3 separate regions of the Sus scrofa genome follow, and regions 1 and 2 are each linked to region 3. A link is a contact called in public Hi-C and HiChIP or PLAC-seq data. All regions are on one chromosome and are shown on one strand. Each heading gives the region's core, a stretch centred on a gene start, on an enhancer-like site or on the middle of the called end of the contact. The rest is flanking DNA. Distances are from core to core; before and after follow the strand shown. Region 1 overlaps CLMN (calmin (calponin-like, transmembrane)). Region 2 has its middle 36 kb from the start of DICER1. Region 3 overlaps SYNE3 (nesprin-3).

Region 1 (3,654 bases), core at 230-2,729, 180 kb before region 3:
CCTTTCACCTGTTCCACTAAGAAGCGAGGGGATTAGACACACTGAGTTCAAATCCAGGCTCTTTTCTTTACAGAGACTTGGCCTTGGGAAGCTTCCTTAACCTCCCTGGGCCTGATGTCCTTTTCTGGAAGGTCTCAGAGGACAGGGACTAAAATGGACAAGATCACGCACAGCACCTGCCATCCCCACCTAATGGCCTCGGTGGCACAGCTTACGATAAGTGGCTTCCTTCCTGCAGAGTCTTGGGGCATCTCACCCAGGCTGTGAGGGTGAGACGGAGTTGTCCTCAGCTCCTGTCCCTCCACAGGGCAGAGCCCTTGAACCAGCCCCTTCTGTGTCGCGCTGGCTTCTCTTTCTGGGTCCCCCCAGGCTCTGCCCTCTCCCGGGGAGAAAAGGCGTGGAGTGTGCAGGGGGCTTGGGTGGAAAAAGCCAGAAGCCCATTGCTCTCCTCTCTGACCTGTGGAGGTCCGAGATCTAGGTGACCCCACACTGCATCATGTCCATCAAAAGTTTGGCTGGGCCTGGCCTGAGGTCCGAGGGACTGGCAGGGACTCAGCCAGATATTCCAACACAGGGATAGAAACTGGGCTTCCCAGAACCCTAGGCTTCAGGAGAGCAGCTTCGGGGAGCGCTGGAGGGGGAGTGGGGGGGTCGAGGAGGAGGCCAATCCACCGTACTTCCTTCAATCAGAGATGCTCCTATTGGCCTTTTTTTTTAGGGTTCCATGTAAGATTGTGCTTAAAGAAAGATTCAGGGGTTTTTTGCTTCTTAGGGCCACATCTGAGGCATAGGAAAGCTCCCAGGCTAGGGATCAAATCAGAGCTATAGCTGCCAGCCACAGCCAGAGCCACAGCAATGCAGGATCAGAGCCCCATCTGCAACCCACACCACAGCTCAGGGCAATGCCAGATCCTTAATCCACTGAGCAGCGCCAGGGATTGAACTAGTCAGGTTCATTACCGCTGAGCCACAGCGAGAGCTCTAAAGAAAGGTTTCTGTTGACGAAACAAGCTTGATAAAAACTCCTTTGATGCAGTACGATTAGGACTTGCTGAATCTTGGAAGCGTTAGAAGAGTTAGGCTGCGTACTCTCTCCTGTGGTTCAACGAAGGGGGGTGTCCACAGAGGACACACGACTATGGGGGGTGGGGGTGGCAGCAGCGGTCAGAACCAGAAAAACCTTGGAAATCCTCGAGTTGCAGCCCAACCACCCTTCTCTTCGGGGAAGATCTCCTGTAAGCGAAAGCCTTGGAGGGTCCCTATTTTCTTTTCTTTTTTTTATTAAGGAAGTGGCATTTCCTTAGCTCTTCTACGAGCCCCCTGACCCCCAGTGAGTCAAAATACAGGGTGAGTCCACCCACAGGTGCACCAAAACAGAGCTCTGCTTCAAGGGCAACGGCGGCTTTGAACCCAAAGGCAAACTGTTTTCTTTGCAAACTCCCCGCGGCTCCTCGGGAACATTCCACACGGAGCAGGATGGCATCAGGTTACGGAGACTCTTACGGAAATGTTATTCCTGTTAACGCGGGGCAGAGACGCAGGACCCCAACCAAACAGCCCCTGATAGATGGGCTCACAAGATTTCCAGGTAGCAGCCCCGACCGTGGCCGAGCCTTGCTTTCTGCGTCGAAGCTGGAGAATAATTCCCATTGACAGTGTCTGCAAGGGCCTCGGCCCAGCGGCAGCCGGCGGGGCCTTGGCCGGCGTCCATCCTGCGAGATGGCAGGACGGGAAATTGAACCGGCTCCAGGGCAAACACTCCTCGGGGCCCCAGACGTTCCGTGGGCTTCATGCGATTGGTATGGCCGAGTAAACAGCACCCCCAGGGGTTTCTTCATGATCTAACTCCTTCGGTAAATTAAGGAATTTTTCCAGAAGCCAGAGCCTCAGTAAATATTTCTGACAGCCTTCAAATTGCAGTTAAGCCCACTTCCCCAAGGAGTTCCTGGGTTTCCTTTACATGAAAGGTTGTTCTTGAAAGTCTCAAGGTTGGAAACATGGCTGTTAATTTTGCCCTGTTTATTAGGCATCAGTTTCAGGTGCTATCTGATTTATCCTTCGAGTGGGTGCTACCCACCTGCCCTGCAAAAGCGGCAGAGGTATGGCCACGGAGAAAATTCTGGAGGTGATCAATGCTCACAGAGGGCTCCACGGGTGTGTGTGTGTGTGTGTGTGTGTGTGTGTGTGCGCGCGCGCGGATATTTGCTCTATTACCCTCTGTACTTTTCTGTATTTATCTTTTAATTCAAAAAGAAAGAAAAAAAAAAAAAAAGAAAGCAATACGCTCTGGCTAAACTCCGTTCATCAGGAGGAATTTCCAGCCACCCTGACACACATCAGGCATTAATTTAGGAGTTCCGTGAACTCAGGTTTCGGGAACAGTTTTCCTTTTTTTTCCAAAAATAACACTTCACTTTATGAGCCCTGCCGAAAATGCACCAATAGTCAAAACAACTGGCAAATGATTTATAAAGCTTCATCCGTGATATAGAGATTCTTTCCCTGAAGATTCGGGACCCTCCTGGCTCGAGGGGAACCCATTCTACAGGTGGGGGGAGAGGGGCAGGCGGTTAAGTGTCTGCCTGGGGAAATGTTAGAGCCTAGAGTTTACACGGCAGGAATTAGAATTTTGGTCAAGAGCTCCACTTCCTAAAAACCGCATTTATTTTCTCTGCTTTCTAATCATTTCAATGATTTCCTCTAGGAATCTTTCTTTGGGGTTAACTCGAGGGGCAGTCAGTAGTGACTCTTGTACCTCTTACGAGGACAGAAGAAGACACACGTATTTAAACTCCCTGACGTGTGGTGCTTGAACCTACCAGCTTTAAAGGGCGTGACGACGCCTGGCTGAGTTTATGTGGAGAACCCAGTGGTGGAATTTAAGAAGACCCCAAGTGAGTAAAATAAATCCTGATAAATCAGCTTGCTTTCTTTTTTTTTTCTTTTTTTTTTTCTTTTTTTTTTTAAAGGGCATGGGGAGGTTCCCTGGCTAGGGGTCAAATTGGAGCTGCAGCTGCCGGCCGACACCGCAGCCACAGCAACGCCAGATCCAAAACACATCTGCGACCTATACCACGGGTCACGGCAACACCGGATCCTCAACCCACTGAGCGGGGACAGGGATCGAACCCACATTCTCATGGATACAAGTCGGGTTTGTAACCTGCTGAGCCACAATAGGAACTCCCAATCAGCTTTCTTATAAGGAGAAAAATAGTCTCTCCTCCCCCAGCCCTGGGGCCTCTAGAATGTTCTGGGTGGGAGGAGAGAGCTACCCTAATGCTGAAGAAGGTTGGGATTTCTGCCCCTGGGAGCCGTTTCTTTATCCACTTCCGTCCTGCCTCGCCGCTGCTGCTCCTCCTGTGTCTGCTCAGGAGCGGCTGGTTCTGCCACTTTTGTTTTATGCTTCATCCGCCTGAGAAGCAGGCAGACAAAACGCGCCTCAAAATTGCTTGGCCAGAGAATGTAAGAAAAAGTCAAAGGGGCCACTAAGTTGAATATGCTGGAGAAGCTTCCTTCTTGGTGGCGGCACTGTAAGGAAACCATTCAGCATCTCCAAGCTTCTGCTTCCTCTGGATTTGCAGGTGGGCTTGGGGCGGGGGTGGGGGTGGGGTGGGGGGGGTTGGGGGGGTGGCAGTGAGCCTCCCCGACCTC
Region 2 (3,749 bases), core at 897-3,396, 240 kb before region 3:
CTTTGGAAGACACTGCTGAGAAAATGAAAGACAAGCACAGACTGGGAAAGATATTTTAAAATCTATATCTGATAAATTATTTATTTCCAGAATATATAAAGAACTCTTACAACTCAATAATAAAAAAGAAAACCCAGCTACCAAAAAAAAAAAAAAAAAGGCAAAAGATTTGAGCAGAAACATTACCTGTGAAAATATACAGATAGTAAAAAACATATAAAACGATCCTTGACATCATGAGTCATTAGAAAAATGCAAATTAAAACTAGGCGTTCCCACTGTGACACAGCAGGTTAAGAATCCTACTCTTGGGAATCCGGCTCAGATCACTGCAGAGTCATGGGTTCGATCCCTGGCCTGGTGCAGTGGGTTAAAGGATCCAGCGTTACCACAGCTGTGTCATAGGCCTAGATCACAGCTATGGCTCAGACCCTGGCCTGGAAACTTCCATGTGCCATAGGTGCTGTCATAAAATGAAAAAAAACAACAACAAACAAATCTACGTTGCATACTTATGAAAATGGCTATAAAACCTGACCTTACGGCCAAAAGGACTGATCAGAATATAAAACAATTAAAACTCCCCATACGTTACCGTTACTGCTGGGAATGCAAATTACCACTTCGGAAAATAGCTTGACAGTGTCTTACAAAGGTAAATACATACTTTCTACGTAACCTAGCAGTCTCTCCCCTGGATATTTACCTTAAAGAAATGAAAGCAGATGTTCACAGAAAGACCTATATGTGAATGTTTATGGCAGCTTTATTCACAGTAGCCCCAAACTGGAAACAACCCAAATGTCTGAATTGGTGAAGAGAGAAGCAAAGTGTGCTTCATCCAGAGACTGAAATACTACACACCTGTAACAAGGAATGAACTACTGGTATGTGCAACACCACCGTCAAACCTCAAAAGCATTATGCCAAGTGAAAAGAAGCCAGACACAAAAGCTTACACCCCATAGGACTCCGTTTATATGGCATTCTAGAAAAGGCAAAACTTGAGGGAAAGAAATCAGATCTGCAGTTGCTAGGGGCAAAACACGAGGGGGAGGGGATTAACTAGAAAGGGACATCAGACAGAGGATGGGAGTACTCAGGCCAAGGGACCAGATGCCCAAGGCCCAGAGGCAAGGAAGTGGGTCTCATTCAGGGAACTGAAAGAAATCCAGTACTGACCTGGAGGACAGAGACAACAGATAGCAGGCTGGCACCAGAGCCCAAGGATCGTGTGTGTCCTGTTGAGGATTTTCTACTCAGCAGCTCCCTTCGTGGCTCAGTGGTTAATGAACCCGACTGGGATCCATGAGGACGCAGGTTCAATCTCTGGCCTCGCTCAGTGGGTTAGGGATCCGGTGTTGCCGTGAGCTGTGGTGCAGGTTACAGACGAGGCTCAGATCCCGCGTTGCTGTGGCTGGGGTGCAGGCCGGCAGCTGCAGCCGCGATTCAACCCCTAGCCTGGGAACTTACACATGCTGAGGGGGTGACCCTAAAAAACCAAAAAGAAAAAGGGATTTACTATTCAGAGAAGCCAGAAAAAGGATTTCAAGCCAAAGGTGATATGATCAGATAGATGTTTTTAAAAGTTAACTTCAGCCAGTGTAGAAAATGGGAGAAGAGCAAAATCCAAGACTTAACACATTTGCGAGACCATAAGAGCTGTGGTGCCTCTGATGAGGTTGGACTTAATGAGAGAGAGATTGAGCTGCATTGAGATATTTGGGACGTAAAAATGGGAGTGTTTTACTCTCCACTTTGTAGGTGTGGCCTCAAGATCACCGAGGTTCTGTTTTTCAGAAAGTTGAAGGTGCACTTAGCTCAGAACACTGCCAGGTATTAGAGCTTTTCATTCTGACAAAAGGGCCTTGTTGACCGTGGCTAAGATCAGCAGTCTCTGCCCTAGGGTTGTACTTTGGTTGTTATTTTTGGGGAGATACACCAGCTGCGCAAGTTCCCGCCCTTTTCCACGGTCCCAGGTCAGAACTAGATCATGCCTCTCTTCAGATTTAAGTGAAATGATCTCAGTATTTCGTGGCATTTCCTTTTCTGGGGTGACTTTTACTTCAATCTGTCTCTTGCCCTCCTATCAGTGCCGAGTCCCTGAAGCTTGTTGTAGAACTGAAGGACTTTGACCTTCAGCGTTTGCCGTCTCTTCCTGGGAACTTATCGAAAACGACACCCTGCTTTGCCCGGTACCCTGAATAGCTCGCCTCTGGAGTGTCAGTAGCTTTCCACGCCTTCAGGGGAAAATGCAGCCAAAAGATCACAGCCCTGTGGCCCTCCTACCAGTCCGTTACCACAGTATTCAATTGACTCCCCCTCCCCCAGCTGGAGCAAAACAGTTTCCCATATCTTAGCATCAGCTCTTTTTCATTTGGGAAGAAAATAATGTCATCTTAATTTCTACTGGATTGAATTGTCCCTTAGGAAACAGCGTCCACACAGCATTAGGACTTCTGATAATCTGATTTCTAAAGGAGCTTTGAATTACAGAACCAAGTTTGCCCATGCTTCTTTTAATGCAGTTTAACAGAGCTATAGACTTCAAAACGGATTTGAAATAACGTTCTCGCTCATTCCTTCTCTCTCCACTACCACTCAGCAACCCATTTGCCTAATAGACAAATCGATCCTTGTTTTTCCTCTTAGTTCTCACACTCAGACTTTCTTCCGTGCAGTTCTCTGACTTCCCCATGTGATACCAGTCAAGCAAATCAGAATAAGGTAACTACCAGGGTCGCTCCTTGCTGTGATGTCAATGTTAGTGTCTCCGCAGATGTACACGTTGAGATCCCAAGGTGATGGTATTTAGGAAGTGGGCCTTTAGGGTGATTAGGTCATGAAGGTGGAGTCCGTCTATAAAAGGAGCCCTAGGAGTTCCCTGGTGGTCTAGTGATTAAGGATCTGGTGCTGCCACTGCTCAGGCCCAGGTCACTGCTGGGGTACAGGTTCAGTCCCCATCCTGGGAACTTCTGCACGCGCTAAGTACAGCCAAAAAATTTTAAAAAGGCCCCAGAGAGTTTGCTTGTCCCTTCCTTCCAGCATCTGAGGACACTGAGAAATCTGCAGTCTGCCGCCCACAAGACAGCATCTTCTGGAACCCAGGCAAGCTAACGCCATGGTTTTGTTGATGTCCAGTCTCCAGAAGGGAGGGAATTGATTTCTGTCATAAATATGAGGCTGTGGTACTTTTGTTACAGCAGCCCGAACAGACTAAGACTCTCCTGTGTCCACCCAGTGCCTGGGAGCACGTGGACAGGCTGGATGTATTCGCTTGCTAGTGTTGCCATAAGCAGATACTTCAGACTGGGGGCTTAACCCACAGAAGGTTACTCCCTCAGTTCTGGAGGCTGGAAATCCAAGATCCAGCTGTCAGAAGGTCTGATCGCTTCTGAGTGCTCCCTGCTTGGCTTGCGGAGGGCCGCCTTCTGCTTGACCTCACACGGGCTTTCCTCTGTGTGCCTGCGCCTTGGGTGTTTCTTTTTGTCTGTCCGGTTTCCCCTTCTTGTGGTGTCACTGTCCTATTGGATGCGGGCCCAGCACTCTTCCCCCGGTTTTCCTGAGTCACCTCCTTAAAGGCCCCGTTACCTTCAATACAGCCTTCCCCTGAGGGACGTGGGCTTCGGGTCTCAACATGAGGTTTACTTTGGGGAGGGTTGGTTTGTTTTCTTATTCCTCATTTTTTTTTTTTTTTTTTTTTGCTTTTTAGGGCTGCACCCTCGGCATGTGGAAGATACGGAAGTCTC
Region 3 (3,935 bases), core at 1,388-3,887:
GATCCCCATCCACCCCCGGAAGTGGCTTTACCCCCCGGCTCTGAGAGAGAGAAGCAGGGGCAGTGTCTGCAGATATCTCCAGGGTCCTTATCTTCGTGGCAATTAAGAGCCTGCTTTGCATTAGTTTACAAGGAGAACTTGACTCTTAGTTTGGGGGACCCATATTGTCTTCACTGGAAAACTGTGGTTAAGTGACTCGCCAATGGATCACACACACTAGTGGTGGATCCTGGATTCAAATCCAGAGCATAAAGCAGCGGTGCTCAAAGTCTGGTCCCCGAGCCAGAAGTGGCCGCATCACCTTGGGAACTTACTGGAAATACAGATCCTAGGGCCACCCCAGACCTAAGGCATCTGAAACTCCGGGGGTGGGGACCAGAAACCTGTGCTTAATCAAACTGTCATATTAAAGAGCCCTGGAAGGCCTCTGCATAGTGGCCTCTGGGTGGCTTGCTTCCTCACAGGGGCTGAGAGCCATTAGCTCAAAAGCCAGCCCCAAACTCAAACTCTCACACCTCCATTTGTTTTCAATCCGAAGAAGCAGATTCTTTTTTTTCGCTATTTAGAGCCTGCCTGCTTTGCATACCCCCCGAAGCTGTGCCCGACATCTGCCATAGATAAGATCCACCTTGCAGCTGTAAAGACCACAGGCGCCTGCTGTCCTTGGGCACTCTCTGACCAGAGCAACGCCAGCCCAGCTGGGCGTGTGACCCTCTCTCTCCCATGTCCCCCCACCCCATAGGCTCCATAGGCAGCATGTGCCGCCCACCTGGGCAGACCTTCACTCTTGTGCTACATCTCAAGTAGCTAAACCAGTGCTTGGCACAAAGTCGGCACTCGGTACGTATTTGTGGAATGAATGAATGAGACGATACTGAACACGCGGCTGTGAACACTCCACGTTAACCGGCTCTCAGGCCCCCAGGAGCCTGAGTCGCGCTGCAGGGCTGGTATCAGCCAGTCAGGTGTCCCCCTACTCAAAACCACCAGGGCACCCCCAGACATGACTCCCCGCTGGACTCTGGTCTGGGAGCTACAGGCCAGAGAGGGGCTTAAAGTGCGGGAACTGGAGGCAGCCTGGACACCTGGCCCTGGGCCCCCCAAGTGCCACCAGGAGTCGCAGCCTGGGCAGAGTGGGCCACCCTGCCCTTCCTGAGGTTCTCCCCTATTTCTCAAGAGCCCCTTGTTCTTCTAAATGGGGTGGGGGGCGGTGGACCAGGGCTTTCAGCTCTTCTCTAAAGAATGAATGGTAGGAGTTCCCATCATGGCTCAGCGGAAACGAATCTGACTAGCATCCATGGGGATGAAGGGTCGAACCCTGGCCCCATTCAGTGGGTTAAGAATCTGGCTTTGCTGTGGCTGTTGTGTAGGCCATCAGCTACAGTTCCATTCGACCCCTAGCCTGAGAACCTCCATATGCCCTGGGTGTGGCCTTAAAAAGACAAACAAAAACAAAAACAAAAACATGAACAGTAGGAGTTCCCATTGTGGTTCATTGGAACTGAATCTGACTAGGATCCATGAGGGTGTGGGTTTGATCCCTGGCCTCACTCAGTGGATCAGGGATCTGGCATTGCCATGAGCTGTGGTGTAGGTCACAGATGTGGCTCAGATCTGGCATTGCTGTGGCTGTGGTGTAGGCCGGCAGCTGCAGCTTCAACCGGACCCCTAGCCTGGGAAGTCCACATGCTGCACCTGTGGCTCTAAATTAAAAAAGAAAAGAGAATGAATCGTTCACATGAGCTTCAAAATTTGTTCATGGTATAAAGTCAGCATTGACGGTTCCATTTTACAGATGGGGAAAGTAAGCCGCAGGAGTCAAAGCAACTTGCCCAAGACCTCACGGCTGGTGGCTGCGGGGCTCAGAGCACAGCGCTGGCCTCCTGACTCTGGTTCTCCCCCGCCCCCACTCCAGCCCTGGGACACCACTTGTCCTGTAGATGGAGACACGAATACGAGCTGGAGACCAAGAAGTGCGGGTGTACAGAGGCCTTGGGGACCAGACCACAGCACAAGGGGGCTGGAGGCCCCGGGGCTCTTTGGAACAGAGCCTGCCAGAGGCACACGTCGTCAGGAACCAACACTCGGCAGGACAACCAGCGCTCTCTCAGAAAAGGTGGCACTGGGGATTCAGTTTCCACGGGGCTTTTGCAGAAGTGAAGAGAGCCATCGGGCCCGGGCATGCTTGTTCCAAGGCACAGTGAGGAAGGTAGGCATGGGCTGAGGACTCAGAGGCCAGGGCCCTCTCAGGAGTCCTGTGCCTTCCCTGAATATGTCCCTCCAATCTGGCCATGTCTGGCTTTCCTCATGTATAACACGGCAGCAGTGACACCTCCTGGGTGTCAATGGAACGCCCTAACCACGATTTGGCAGACTCCTGGCACACAGTGAATGATCAACACACAGCATCTAGAGTAATAATTATTATTCCTAATTATTGCTGTGATTACTGCTGCTAGTGTCATTGCTTTGCCCTGCAAGCCCTGCTTGTCACAGAAGGCCGAAGTGGAAACGCGGCTGGTGGAACACAACGGGCACAGCCACCCCCTCCTCTGTGTCCCCCCTGAGCCCCTATGCCGTCTACTACTCAGGTGGCCTGGAACCCTCCAGGGTGCCTGGGACAGTCCTGGTTTAGGCCTGTCATCACAGATAATTATTAACAGGGTCCTGGATATTATCCAGGATGCTCTCATCTCCCAGGCCCTGTCACAGCCAAGTACATTTTGTGTGTCCCCGGGAGTCAGGGCCCTGGAGCCCAGGACAGTGCAACCCAGAGCCAATGCCTCATACACCTTCCTTGGGCCTCACGGAACCTTCCAGAAAGCCCAGGGGTCCTGCCCCAGCGACGCAGCCCCCCCCCCCCCCGCCCCCAGACGCCCTGCCCTCTAGCCGAGCAGAGCAGATGGCAGACGCCGTACCTTTTGGAATCCAGTCGGCTCCCCTGGAGAACTCCCCGTCTGTTATTTTAGGGAAGGAGAGGAAACGGGGAAAAAAACGAAGTTAAGTGAGTGAAACTTAAATCCCAGCAGAGCCTGTAATGGAATATTCATTTTGTCAGGGGAGTGTTTCTTTAAAACTCCTGGTCATCTGGACAGGCTGAACCAGCAGGTGATTCAATTTAATGAGCTTTTTAACGCACTTTGGGCCCAGGTGGGATTCCGTCTGGGAAGGCCTGGGCCAAGGCCACGGGCGCGCCGACCTGGCTGGGGCTGGGCTGACACCTAGTGGCTGACTTGGCTGCTTCGGGGCCAGCAAAGCTGGAGCCCCAGAGCTTGCAGCTCCAGGAGGCCACCCCCCACCCACCCACCCTCTCCTCGGGTGAAACCATGTGCCTCAGTGTCCCTATCAGTTTTCAGGCAATAATAACAGCACCTCCTTTATAAAGCTGTAATGAGGACATAGCATTTAATAAAGGCCGTTATTAATGTGGCTGTTACCATTATTTTGTGTGAGACCCAAGGGCCCAAAGGGAGAAGGTCCTTCCTCAGTGTCACGAAGCAGGTTAGTGGAGGAGGGGCCCTAGATTTTAGGGGTCCCAGCGTCCACTCCAGGGTTCCCACCACCGCGCCTCCAACACCAGGGTGTGTCTGAAGCTGGCTTTGCCCCTTACTAGCCCAGTGAACTTGGCTGAGTTTTTAATTCCTCAGGGTCTCAGCTCCCATCTGCAGGCTGGAGAGGCAATTACTCTGGTCAAGGGCTGCAGGAAGCACTAAATGGCAGTGCTTCCACCACTGACCCACGCAGGCACCAGCAAGTTTTTTTCCTTTGTCTTTTTACAGCTGCACCTGCAGCATATGGAGGTTCCCAGGCTGGGCATTGAATTGGAGCTGCAACTGCCGGCCTACTTCACAGCCACTGCAATACCAGATCCAAGCTGCATCTGCCACCTACACTGCAGCTTGTGACAACACCAGATCTTAAACTCACTGAGTGAG

What was found. Hi-C and Micro-C count contacts between places; a contact is called where the count stands out from the background. HiChIP or PLAC-seq counts read pairs in DNA pulled down with a chosen protein or histone mark.
Region 1: a contact with region 3 is called in an H3K27ac HiChIP or PLAC-seq map of skeletal muscle, with 4 times the contacts expected there. The contact joins two enhancer-like sites. A contact is called at or near these places in 1 of 47 Hi-C or Micro-C datasets (embryonic fibroblasts) and 1 of 2 datasets of contacts at active chromatin or transcription factors (skeletal muscle).
Region 2: a contact with region 3 is called in a Hi-C map of liver, with 4 times the contacts expected there. The contact joins two enhancer-like sites. A contact is called at or near these places in 1 of 5 promoter capture datasets (fetal skeletal muscle), 7 of 47 Hi-C or Micro-C datasets (embryonic fibroblasts, liver, mesenteric adipose tissue and 2 more) and 1 of 2 datasets of contacts at active chromatin or transcription factors (skeletal muscle).

What each region holds. Positions count from the first base shown.
Region 1 is chr7:116,503,377-116,507,030 of Sscrofa11.1, forward strand. All of the region lies in intron 2 of CLMN (calmin (calponin-like, transmembrane)), which reads right to left. Among named protein-coding and RNA genes, the nearest start is that of CLMN, 85 kb to the right of the region's middle. Within about 2 kb of position 1,480, at least 29 of the 83 cell types and tissues checked have an H3K27ac peak or open chromatin away from gene starts, as enhancers often do. A contact at or near this core is called in skeletal muscle, where this site is marked.
Region 2 is chr7:116,442,970-116,446,718 of Sscrofa11.1, forward strand. No RefSeq gene overlaps it. Among named protein-coding and RNA genes, the nearest start is that of DICER1, 36 kb to the left of the region's middle. Within about 2 kb of position 2,147, at least 11 of the 83 cell types and tissues checked have an H3K27ac peak or open chromatin away from gene starts, as enhancers often do. A contact at or near this core is called in liver, where this site is marked.
Region 3 is chr7:116,680,619-116,684,553 of Sscrofa11.1, forward strand. SYNE3 (nesprin-3) reads right to left here. Exons shown (of 20, transcript XM_003128709.4): 19 at 2,919-2,957. Among named protein-coding and RNA genes, the nearest start is that of SYNE3, 88 kb to the right of the region's middle. Within about 2 kb of position 2,638, at least 7 of the 83 cell types and tissues checked have an H3K27ac peak or open chromatin away from gene starts, as enhancers often do. A contact at or near this core is called in liver and skeletal muscle, where this site is marked.